2 separate regions of the Rattus norvegicus genome follow, and region 2 is linked to region 1. The links are chromatin contacts, called in public Hi-C maps. All regions are on one chromosome and are shown on one strand. The core of a region is the stretch at or near the end of the contact, and the rest is flanking DNA. Distances in the headings are between cores, read along the strand shown. Region 1 has its middle 41 kb from the start of Trnaa-agc37. Region 2 holds the start of Fzd8 (frizzled class receptor 8).

The links. Hi-C and Micro-C count contacts between places; a contact is called where the count stands out from the background.
Region 2: a contact with region 1 is called in a Hi-C map of Schwann cells, with 5 times the contacts expected there. The contact joins the promoter of Fzd8 here to the enhancer-like site in region 1. A contact is called at or near these places in 3 of 12 Hi-C or Micro-C datasets (the A7r5 cell line, Schwann cells and liver).

Annotation. Positions count from the first base shown.
Region 1 is chr17:61,849,081-61,854,078 of GRCr8, reverse strand. No RefSeq gene overlaps it. Among named protein-coding and RNA genes, the nearest start is that of Trnaa-agc37, 41 kb to the left of the region's middle. Within about 2 kb of position 1,903, at least 2 of the 93 cell types and tissues checked have an H3K27ac peak or open chromatin away from gene starts, as enhancers often do. A contact at or near this core is called in Schwann cells, where this site is marked.
Region 2 is chr17:62,007,253-62,012,250 of GRCr8, reverse strand. It overlaps Fzd8 (frizzled class receptor 8), which reads right to left and starts at 2,257. Exons shown (of 1, transcript NM_001044251.2): 1 at 1-2,257. The coding sequence starts at 2,017.

The sequences.
Region 1 (4,998 bases), core at 654-3,153:
AGGTTGTGCTTTGCACCCCATGGATAAGTTGCTCTGAAAGTTTCTATTAAAGGAAAATGAAGGGGTACAAGACTTTTTGGTGTGTGACTGGCTTTTGGGTTATATCTTTTGGGGGAAAAGATTTTCTCAAAGACAAGCAATAATTTAGAGAAGCCATTTGAAATCCTTCTGAAAGAGTTCAGGGTTAGCGGGGTTGGGAGCTTGCTTGGTTGGTAGTGTGCTTGGCTTGCATGAGAACCTGAGTTTCAAGTTCACATAAAAACTCACTATGTGGCTGGGGATTTAGCTTAGTGGTAGAGCGCTTGCCTAGGAAGCGCAAGGCCCTGGGTTCGGTCCCCAGCTCCGAAAAAAAGAACCAAAAAAAAAAAAAACAAAAACTCACTATGTGGAGGGGTGTTGTAATCTCTGTGCTGGAGATGGAGAGCTAGAAAGACCTCTGAGGTTTGCTGACCAGCTAGCCTAGGAGAAGAAGGAAACTTCTGGTTCTGCAAGAGAGTAAGGTAGAAAAGAAACCACGTTTGACCTGAGATAGCAGCTTCTTTCTTACTGGCCAGCTTTCACAGTGCCAAAAAGTGCCAGTTAGGCAGCTGTGGAGGAATGGCAGCAACGGTCTTTTTCAGCTTTAGATCTTCCCAGACAAGAATTCCTCACAGGTATAAAACTGGTATGGCTGTTATGGGAGTAACCACCTGATTTCTGTGTACACTGAAGGCCTGCTCTGCAGGAGGGAGTTTCACACTGGATATTGTGAGACCTGGCCAAAGGCTTGTAATAGGGAGTTTTTAGGTACCAGTAGCAAACCTATAACTTCTGTTTTGCTAGGTAAATATGTTGTCAAAGGGCCTGTTAATTAGCTCCTTAATTCATGTAGTTTTGTGGCTGGCCTAAGTTCTAAGAACAAATATCTGTCAAGTGCTTATCACTAAATAGAAAACTCATACCACCACTTCCAAGACTCAGGAAACATCACAGAAGATCAGATGAAAAGAAGGTAAGAAGCAGATAGTGGAGAGGAGGGCCTTGAGACACTGTTATATGGGAATAACAAAGCTAAGGCACTATGAACTCTTAGCAGCTACAGTTACCCACATAAGGTCTGAGCAAGACATTGCTAGCAAACATTCAGTCACAGATATGAGAGGGGCTTAGTAGCTCTGCAATACCCAGGAGAGCTATTGTTCATGTCTCCATGCTGGAAGAGACAAGGTCCCTGCAGTGGAGCCACCTGCTCCAGTATCTTTGAGTCTAGGTCTGGTTAAAACAGTAGGTTACAGTGTAAAAACAAAAGGCATTGATAGGAGGAGTGGGTATAATAGAAGGCAGGAGGATGATTATGACTATAATTTACTCAAAGAGTAACAATATTTCCTGCTGTAGCTGTGGCCAGGGAGCACCCAAGAAAGGGGTAGGGACTCTTTCATTTTGCATCATTTAAGTTCAGCTCAGAATATGCAGTTTCTCTAGTTGCAGCAAGAACAAGAGCAATGTTTACTTCTCTCTGTGGCCATAACAAGCTTCAGTGCCCCAGGAACCCTTGTACAGGATGTCTGACTTCTCATATTTCCTCCATGATCCTGGCTACTTCTGAACTAAGGTTGTTTACCTGGGTGCTTTCTGTAGCCTCTTAATATTGTGTTTCCTACTCCCATGCCAGGTTCCACTTCTGGAGTATTGCTTAGTGCAGTGGACATGGTGTCTTTGAGACTGTTTCTACCCTGTTATTGGCTCTCATATGAGTGCTTGTGGCATAAATTGTGCTTTCCTGATTAGGGCAATCTATCTGGAATACTGCCAGCTGAGGAATGTGAGTTTGCCCTGGAATTTAACTTTGGAGTACAAATGCTGAAATTAGTGGCCTGCATTCCTCTTTTTCAATGACTGTGTGGGGAAGAAATGAGCCATAGATCAGGTTGACACCCCCGACAAAGGAGGCATTCTGCTTCTGTGTCAGCCTCAGCCTGGAGCTGTGGCCCCATGAATCTGCCAACATCTTCATCTTGGGCTCCAATAAAGCCAAGCTGATTTTTAGAAACATTTAAATTAACCTAAGCCACTTCTGGGAAGCTCAAGTAACGGACACTGTGCACAGTCCGCTTTTCTTAAATTCATCCTTTCTGTCATTTTTATAATGTTTTCCTTTCACTAGGTTTGTCTTACACACACACACACACACACACACACACACACACACACACACAGAGAGAGAGAGAGAGAGAGAGAGAGAGAGAGAGAGTGAGAGAAAGAGAGAGATTGAGAGAGGATGTAGAGAGAGGGGTATCTTGGCAGCTTCCAAAGTACTTGAAGGTTACTGTTTTATATCCATAATGGCCAGTCCTGAGACCCTTATTGTTTATTTGGGGGTAACAGAAACTGAATTTCTTCCTGGTTGCGTCAAACCCTCTTCATTTTTCATACCGATGCATATATCTGTTGCCTTTTCTCAAATACTCTCTCCACTTTCACTCTAGCACACTGGGTTCACTGGACTTTTGCTCAAAACCCCATGCCTTTAGGGAAAAGAGTTGTCTTCTCCACAAGAAGGACAAACTTTCCCCTCCTGCTCCTTATTCTTGTATCCCTCAGTTCTGGGTTCCCTTTGATCTGTCAGCATGTATCTCTTTTCCAATGGACTGGGCACTGTCTTACAGGATCTGCTTGTGCTTTACTTGTTTTGCACAGGGTCTGTGTCTCCTGTGAACCAGAAGACTAAATGGCAAAAAACAAACCAAAACAACAACAACAACAACAACAACAACAAAACAAACAAACAAACAAAAAGCCAGGTGAGCTTCACCCCATCCCCTTTTGTGGAGTAGTGTGATCGGAGAGACCTACTTCTGATTCTGGAACACGCTGAATATACTTATTTGTTCTTTGTGTGACTTTCCTTTGCTAGTTGTAGATCACAAAAGGAAATAGTCTAGATGATGGCTGCCCTCCACCCATCTAGATATCCTACCAACTAGATTATAGTTAATATTTATTTATATCATAAAAAAGGAAATATTTTTATAGGAAACTCAGGGAATTATGTCAATTGGACTTACTCTAAAAGCCTCCCAACCTAATCACCAATTGAGACACAGAAATTGGAGAAAAGACCCAGTGGTTAAGAACACTGGCTACTCTTCCAGAGGACCCAGGTTTGATTCCCAGCACCCATATAGCAATCCCTGGGGACCCAAGTCCAGGTCTAACTTCTGAGGGTTCCTGGCACACATTTGGTACACAGACCTCATTTGATAGGCAGAATACCCATTCATGTAAATAAAAATTTTAAACATTTTAAAAAAGAAATTAAGACACTGAATTGAATAGGGATGAACCCCCCAAAGATTCATGTGTTTGAATGCTTGACCATAGGGAATGGCACTATTTGGAAGTGTGGCCTTGTTGGAGGAAGTAAGCCACTGTGGAGGCAGGCTTTGAAGTCTCCTATGTTCAAGCTATGCCCAGTGAGGCACGCAGTCTTCTTTTGCAATCTGCAGATCAAGATAAAATGTAATATCAAGATCAAGAGGTTAGAATAGCTGAAGTGAATATGATGAAATTCCTTATATATGTTTGAAAGCACCATCATAAAACTACCATAAGCCTGCTAATAAGAAGTAGAGAGTAACAGCTTACAGTTCCACATGGGTGTGGATGCTGTGTGAAAGAACCCCTGCTCAGGGAACCCAGAGGACTGGTTTCTGTGCCCTGTGAGCACCATGAGACCTGAGAGCAGAATTCCTAATCAGGAGACCACAGGGGTCTGATATGTATGAACTAGGAGCACCCTCTAAGCCCTGAGACCAGGATCAGAAGCTGATCTGGTGTTGAGAGGCTGTTGGGTATATCTGTCTTACAGGGGAGATGAATGAGTATCAAGGAAGGATGGCATCTTGAAAGGAAGTCCACAGACAAGAAACCCTTTCAGTGCCTGCAGTTATGATGAGTATGATGGTGTATGTTTGTAATCTCAGCACTCAAGAAGTGGGGGCAGAAGAATTACAAGTTAAAGATCATCTTTAGTTACCTACTGAGTTTGAGACCTTGCCAGGAATATATGAGACCTTGCCTCAAAAAGTACATTTGATAAATGAATATTTTACATACTATTGGTGAATTGTAAGAAAAGATACTCCTCTCATGTGCTCTGTCCTGGAGTGGATGCTGGGTGGTCAGTTCCCTTGCAACCAGGGGCCGAGGGTATAGTAGACAAAAGAAGACTGGAAAGGCTAGGGACTTTTCTGTACTCATACTTTGCATGAGATATGCAGGAGAATTAATGGAAGAGAGTCAGGAAGAGCCTACAGCTCTCTGAGGTAAGCAAGTGCTTCTTCCTCTTCAACAAAACCAAGTAGAGTAGAAGACATTTTAGAAGAGAGGGCAAGTGTCTTCACAGGTTCCTGTGAAGTATGAAGGGTCACTTGAATGAGCAGAAGGAAGCCACTAAGTGGCTCAGTAGATGTCAATGGATGAGAGTAGAGGGTATCTTAGCAGAAGCCATCAGCGGCAGTAATTTGGTGATCAAGTTGGCCTTTTTGTCGCACTGGTTGAAGAGTAGACAAACCCACAGTGCTTGTCCACTGTGGATCTGCAGCCATTTTTTTTAATGGATGTAAGTCCCTCCACAACCATTCTTGGTGGGCTCTGTGGGATCCTGTGATTTCTGGATTGTTTCCAAGCAGCTTTTCAGAATTGTTTCGGTCTTAATACAATCAGTAGAGTTCTGGCATCTTCATTTTTATAAGATTGTGATTATCAGTCATTTTTCCAGTTTTGCCTAAATAATAAACAGAAAAAAAATTCATGGAAACTCTTATACCATTTAGAGGTCATGAAATTTGGCATAAAAGGCAGTATTCACAATTTTGGCCTCATTCCTTGGTCTTGGATTAAATTTAGGAAAACAGTGATTACATAAATTTTAACAAAATAAATGCTGCTTGGCTACATTGCAATTTACATTCTTTAGAGGAGAGGAAACACAAATTTCTCATCATTTATACTGCT
Region 2 (4,998 bases), core at 1,008-3,507, 160 kb before region 1:
CAGAGCTGGCCGTGCCAGACCGCCACGTCAGGCCGGTGCTGACGTCGCTGTAGAGGGATCCCCCACCTCCGCCGTGCCCCCCACCCCCACCGGGCCCGGGGCCACCGCCCCCAGGGCCGCTGCCTCCGGCGCCCGCGCCAACTGCAGCGCCCTTGCTGGCCCAGCAGCAGCGAGTACACAACGCACGCCAGGACTCCAGAGTCTTGCCGGACCAGACCCACACGCCTGATGTGATGCCCACCACTAGGCACATGAAGTACTTGAGCATGAAGACCGCGTAGTCGGGCCTGCGAGCCTGGTCTGGCTGCAGGTCGCGAAGGCATGGGCAGTTGTGCGTGGCCTCCCAGCGCGGTCGGTTGTGCTGCTCATAGAAAAGGCAGGCGACAACGACGGCGGCGGGCACCGTGTAGAGCACGGTGAAGAGGCCCAAGCGGATCATGAGCTTTTCTAGCTTGTGAGTCTTGGTTGGGCCTCCTTGTTGCTTGATGACTGAGCGGATTCGGAACAGCGACACGAAGCCAGCTAACAGAAACATAGTCCCAATGAAGAGGTAGATGACCAGTGGCGCCAGTACAAAGCCGCGTAGGTTGTCAAGGCTCTGGTTGCCCACGTAGCAGATGCCCGCCACCGGGTCGCCGTCCACGGAGCTGAGCGCCAGCACCGCTATGGACTTGACGCTGGGCACGAGCCACGCGGCAAGGTGGAAGTATTGCGAGTAGCCTGCTATGGCCTCGTTGCCCCATTTCATACCAGCCGCCAAGAACCACGTGAGAGACAGGATTACCCACCAGATGGAGCTAGCCATGCCAAAAAAGTAGACAAGGAGGAAGACTACCGTGCACAGCGCGGGGCCAGTGGTCTCATAGCGCACGTGCTGCTCCACTGCACCCAGCTCCTCGTACTCGCCGCGCGCGCCCGGGCTGCTCGCCCCCGCTCCCGCCGCCCCCGCGCCAGCGGTCGCCGCGCCGCCAGCACCCCCAGCTCCTCCTGCACCCGGCGCGCCGCCGCTGCAGGCCACTTTCTCGTGTCCAGCCACCAGGCGCACCAGGTACCCGACAGACACGAAGAGGTAGCAGGCAGAGAGGAATATAATGGGCCGTTCCGGGTACTTAAAGCGCTCCATATCGATGAGGAAGGTAGAGACAGTGGCGAAGGTGGAGACGAAGCAGAGCACCGACCACAAGCCGATCCAGAAGACAGTGAAGGCGCGCTCATCCTGGCTAAAGAAGGGGTTGTGGCAGGGCAGCGCACAGTTGGCGATCTGGCCGGTCTTGACGCGGTTGTAGAGCGGGTGGCGTTCGCTGGACACACTCACCATGGGCGCGCGGCACTGGCACCCGGGCTCGCAGGGAGCGGCGCCGCCACCAGGGGGCCTCGCCTTCCCGCCGCGAGAGGGGGGCGCAGCCGCCGTGTCCCCGCTGCCCCTACTGCTGCCGCCACGATGTGGGGGCCTGGCCCCTGGCGGGCGGCTGTGGCCGCTGCCGGAGGGCGGCTGCTCGCCAGGCTGCGGCGGCGGCAGGCGGCGCGGTGGGCTGGGCGCGGCCGTGGTGAGGTCGGTGCGGTTGTAGTCCATGCACAGAGTGTCGGGGTTGCCCTGCTCCGGCAGCCGATCGCAGCGCATTCGGTCAGGCCAGGCAAAGCCGTACTGGCGCATGAGCGGCGCGCAGCCGGCCTTGGCGCGTTCACACACAGAGCGGCAAGGCGGCAGAGGTTTCTTGTAGTCCTCCAGGCAGATGGGCGTGTACATGCTACACAGAAAGAACTTGAGGTCCGGGGAGCACTGGATCTCCACCAGCGGCCAGAACTGGTGTACCTCTAGGCCCGCCTCATCTTGCGTGTCGTGGTTGAACTGGTTGGGCATGTAGGTGTAGTTGTAACCGATGCCCTTGCACAGCGGCACTGTGATCTCTTGGCACGCCAGCTCCTTGGCCGAAGCCGCGGCAGCGCCGCTCGAGCGCTGTAGCACCGCCAAGGCGGCTAGTAGCGAGGTCACTTCCAACAGGTAACCCCACTCCATGCTGAGCGCCGGGACCCCAAGTCCTCCTTCTCCGGGCGCCGCGCAGAAGGGCTCTACGGTGAGGAACCTGAGTAAAGGGAGTGCAGGCGACCAGAAGGTCTTGTCCGGCTTTTCTCTGCCGAGAGGAGAATCTGCCAACAATTTATCTCCTTTTCAGGCAGCGTCTGTGGCAGCAGGGTCGGAAACCTAGGCAGGACTCGTCCGGCCCTCCCCCACGCCTCTCCTGGGGTGACCGCAGACGCGCCACAATTCCACAGGGTCTGTCCTGCGCCCTCTGAGTCGCACTCAGCCCTCCCGGAGCGGAGCGGTGGCCCCCGGGATCATTCTCCTGAGCTCCTGTAGGTCCTCCTGCAAGCTCAGACACTTCGTGTGGCTCCCAGCAGCGAAGGCTCAGAGGGCGCCTCAAGTTTCCTTTCTGGCTTCAGTCAAGATGGCTGTGTCTGGCCTCTAGACTCTCGGGTCAGACCTAGCGGCCCCTCTTCGGGCCCCGAGGGTTCATGTCCGTTCCAGGCCGCGCCGCCACTGCCAGAGTTCCGGGCCCTCGGCTGCTCAGGCCGCCGCCTTCTCACTCCTGCGTCGGTCCTCTTGCATCTGCAGCCACCAAAAGTCCGAGCCGCGTTCTGGCCACAGTCGGGCAGGGTGCAGGACGTGCTTTCTTGCTAGACCGACAAACAAATCCAGAGCAAAAGACAGAGGGGACACCTGAGCACCGTAGTCCCAGCCTCCTCCTCCTCCACAGGAGCTGCGCCCTTCGCCTAACTTCCCGGCTTTAGTCAGCTAGCGCCTCCAGGCCGGCTCATGAATATTTATACAGCCTGCATTTGGTCTCCTCCCTCTTCTGCTTCACCAATCCCTGCGCAACGGGGCGGAGTATCTGCGTTCTCAAGGCTCTGCCTTCCTTAAGGAAGTCCGTAGTTTTGGGACTGCTTTCCTAGCTTTGGGCGGATGGAGAGTTTGTTTTTGGTCACCATGGGGTTGACCACACGGATTGAGCATTTACTCAGACTGTCCCCAAAGAGTTCAGCGCTTCAGAGGTCTTGGTCGCATTTCTCCGAGTCTGCTCCTGGGATCTCTCCCAGGAGAGATCTCTGGAATCACCTTCCAGGGCTCTCTGAGTCAGTCTCTTGCTCCACAGACAATATCTGCGGGGTCTAGATGGTCTTGGAAGCACAGCTAGGGCTCCAAGGCTGGTCCAGATCCAGAGCTAGGGCATTTCAGGGAGAGATTTCCTCTTGGTAGTCTCATAACGAGGGCTTTTCGGACTTGGCGACTTGGTGAGATAGTAGTGAGACTTCTATTGGGGCTAGATGACCAGGTTTGGCCAAGACTGCTTGGTAGCCCTTTCCGAGTGCTAGGAGCGTGGTACATAAGTGTCCATTGCCGCATGACCTGTGGCACTTCAGTTCCTTACCTAGAAAGCGGGAGTGATCAAGCCAGATGTCATTTGGGAGGTTGATTTTTTTGGATGGGATAAAATACATAAATATATGAAAGACGTAGATCAGTTTATCCTTTCAGACACAAACATAAGCTTACCAATAAGACACACTGACTACTGCCACTGCATTCCCTACCCACGTGCTACTTTTAAGACATACACACACTCATCTACATAAAAACTTAACATGTGTTTTTGTCTGTGCCTCCCTTTCTGCTGTGAGAGGCGGGGCTGCGTGCTGTACTCAACACCCAGAACCAGAGGAGCGTTCAGCTGCTGCCAGCCCTTTCAGCGTCCACCTTAAGTAGGGAGGAGGGTGTGAGGGGCCAGGGCCTGGCAGGTTCATTTGCGCTTGTTAGGACTTCCCAGGGGGTTGTCTTTCTCCTAGAATGGAGTGTTTATTTTTTAATTGATGTGCTGTTTCATTTAGCGCTTGTATGGAACTCACGCTGCGGCTGTAATTACTGTAATCTCGGGAATAAGCATTTCAGATAGTTAGGGTGGCAGGCACTCCAGTGGCCAGCCTCTCCCTCCCACCCTTGCTCCCCCTCTCCCTCCCTCACTCTCACCCTCCCTTCCTCCTTCCCTCTCCCTCTCTCGGTCCCTCTCCCTCTCTCCCTCCGTTTTTCCCTCCCCCTCCCTCTCTCCCTGCCCCCTCCTCTGCACCCTTCCTCCTTCTCCTCCTCCGCCCTTTCCCTTCCTTCCCCTTCCTTTCCCTTCCGCCCTTTCTTTTTGTTTCAAGATTTTTGCTTTTTGTCAGATTTCATACCAGGAACAAGTGGAACTGGAGAACAAAAGTTGGGCAGGGAGTAGAGAAGAGGCGACTGCAGGTCCGTTCTAGGCTGTGCAGGTTCTTTGGCAGTGGAGTGGTGATGGTGGTGGTGGGGGAGATAGCAGTTAACGTCATTAAAACAGCCTTGTGGCAAAACAAAATTAGCAACCATGGTGTATTGTGAGTTATAGTACTCTGTCTTCCTCCTCTTCGCTGCAGTTCAATGCAACAGCCTCTTAGGAATAGTGCCTTCTGGTGACCCACAGGACACCGCCCCTTCGGTCCCCCTCTAGTGCCCGCCCCCCCCCCCCCCCCGCAGCCTTTTGCTCTCCCATCCAAGATTGCTGGGTTAATAGATAACCACTATCTTTTATTTATTTATTTATTTATCATTTTAATGTTGACATTTACTTAGCAGTCTCTTATAGTGAAAGTAACACTTCCTACTCTTGGAAACAAGAGCTAAAACTCCTTAGAATCCGGAATTCAATGCTTCCGTGAAGTTAGCTGATTCAGCAGAAAATCGGCCAGGAGAATAAGCCAAGTCGGTCTTTTACTTTGTTGTTTGCTTTTCAGTCGATTCTTCCCTCCTCCGAGTTCCATTGTGTGAGTTCAAACTTGTAAAGTCACCCTTTCTCTGCGTTTCCTGGGTACGCACAGGGCCATCCCCCAACCTTACAGGGCGGCGCAGGCACTACACTGATCCTGGGGTAATTGGGCGATCAGGGGAGGCAGCACCTCTGGTTGGAGGCGCAGGGCGGGAAGCCAGAC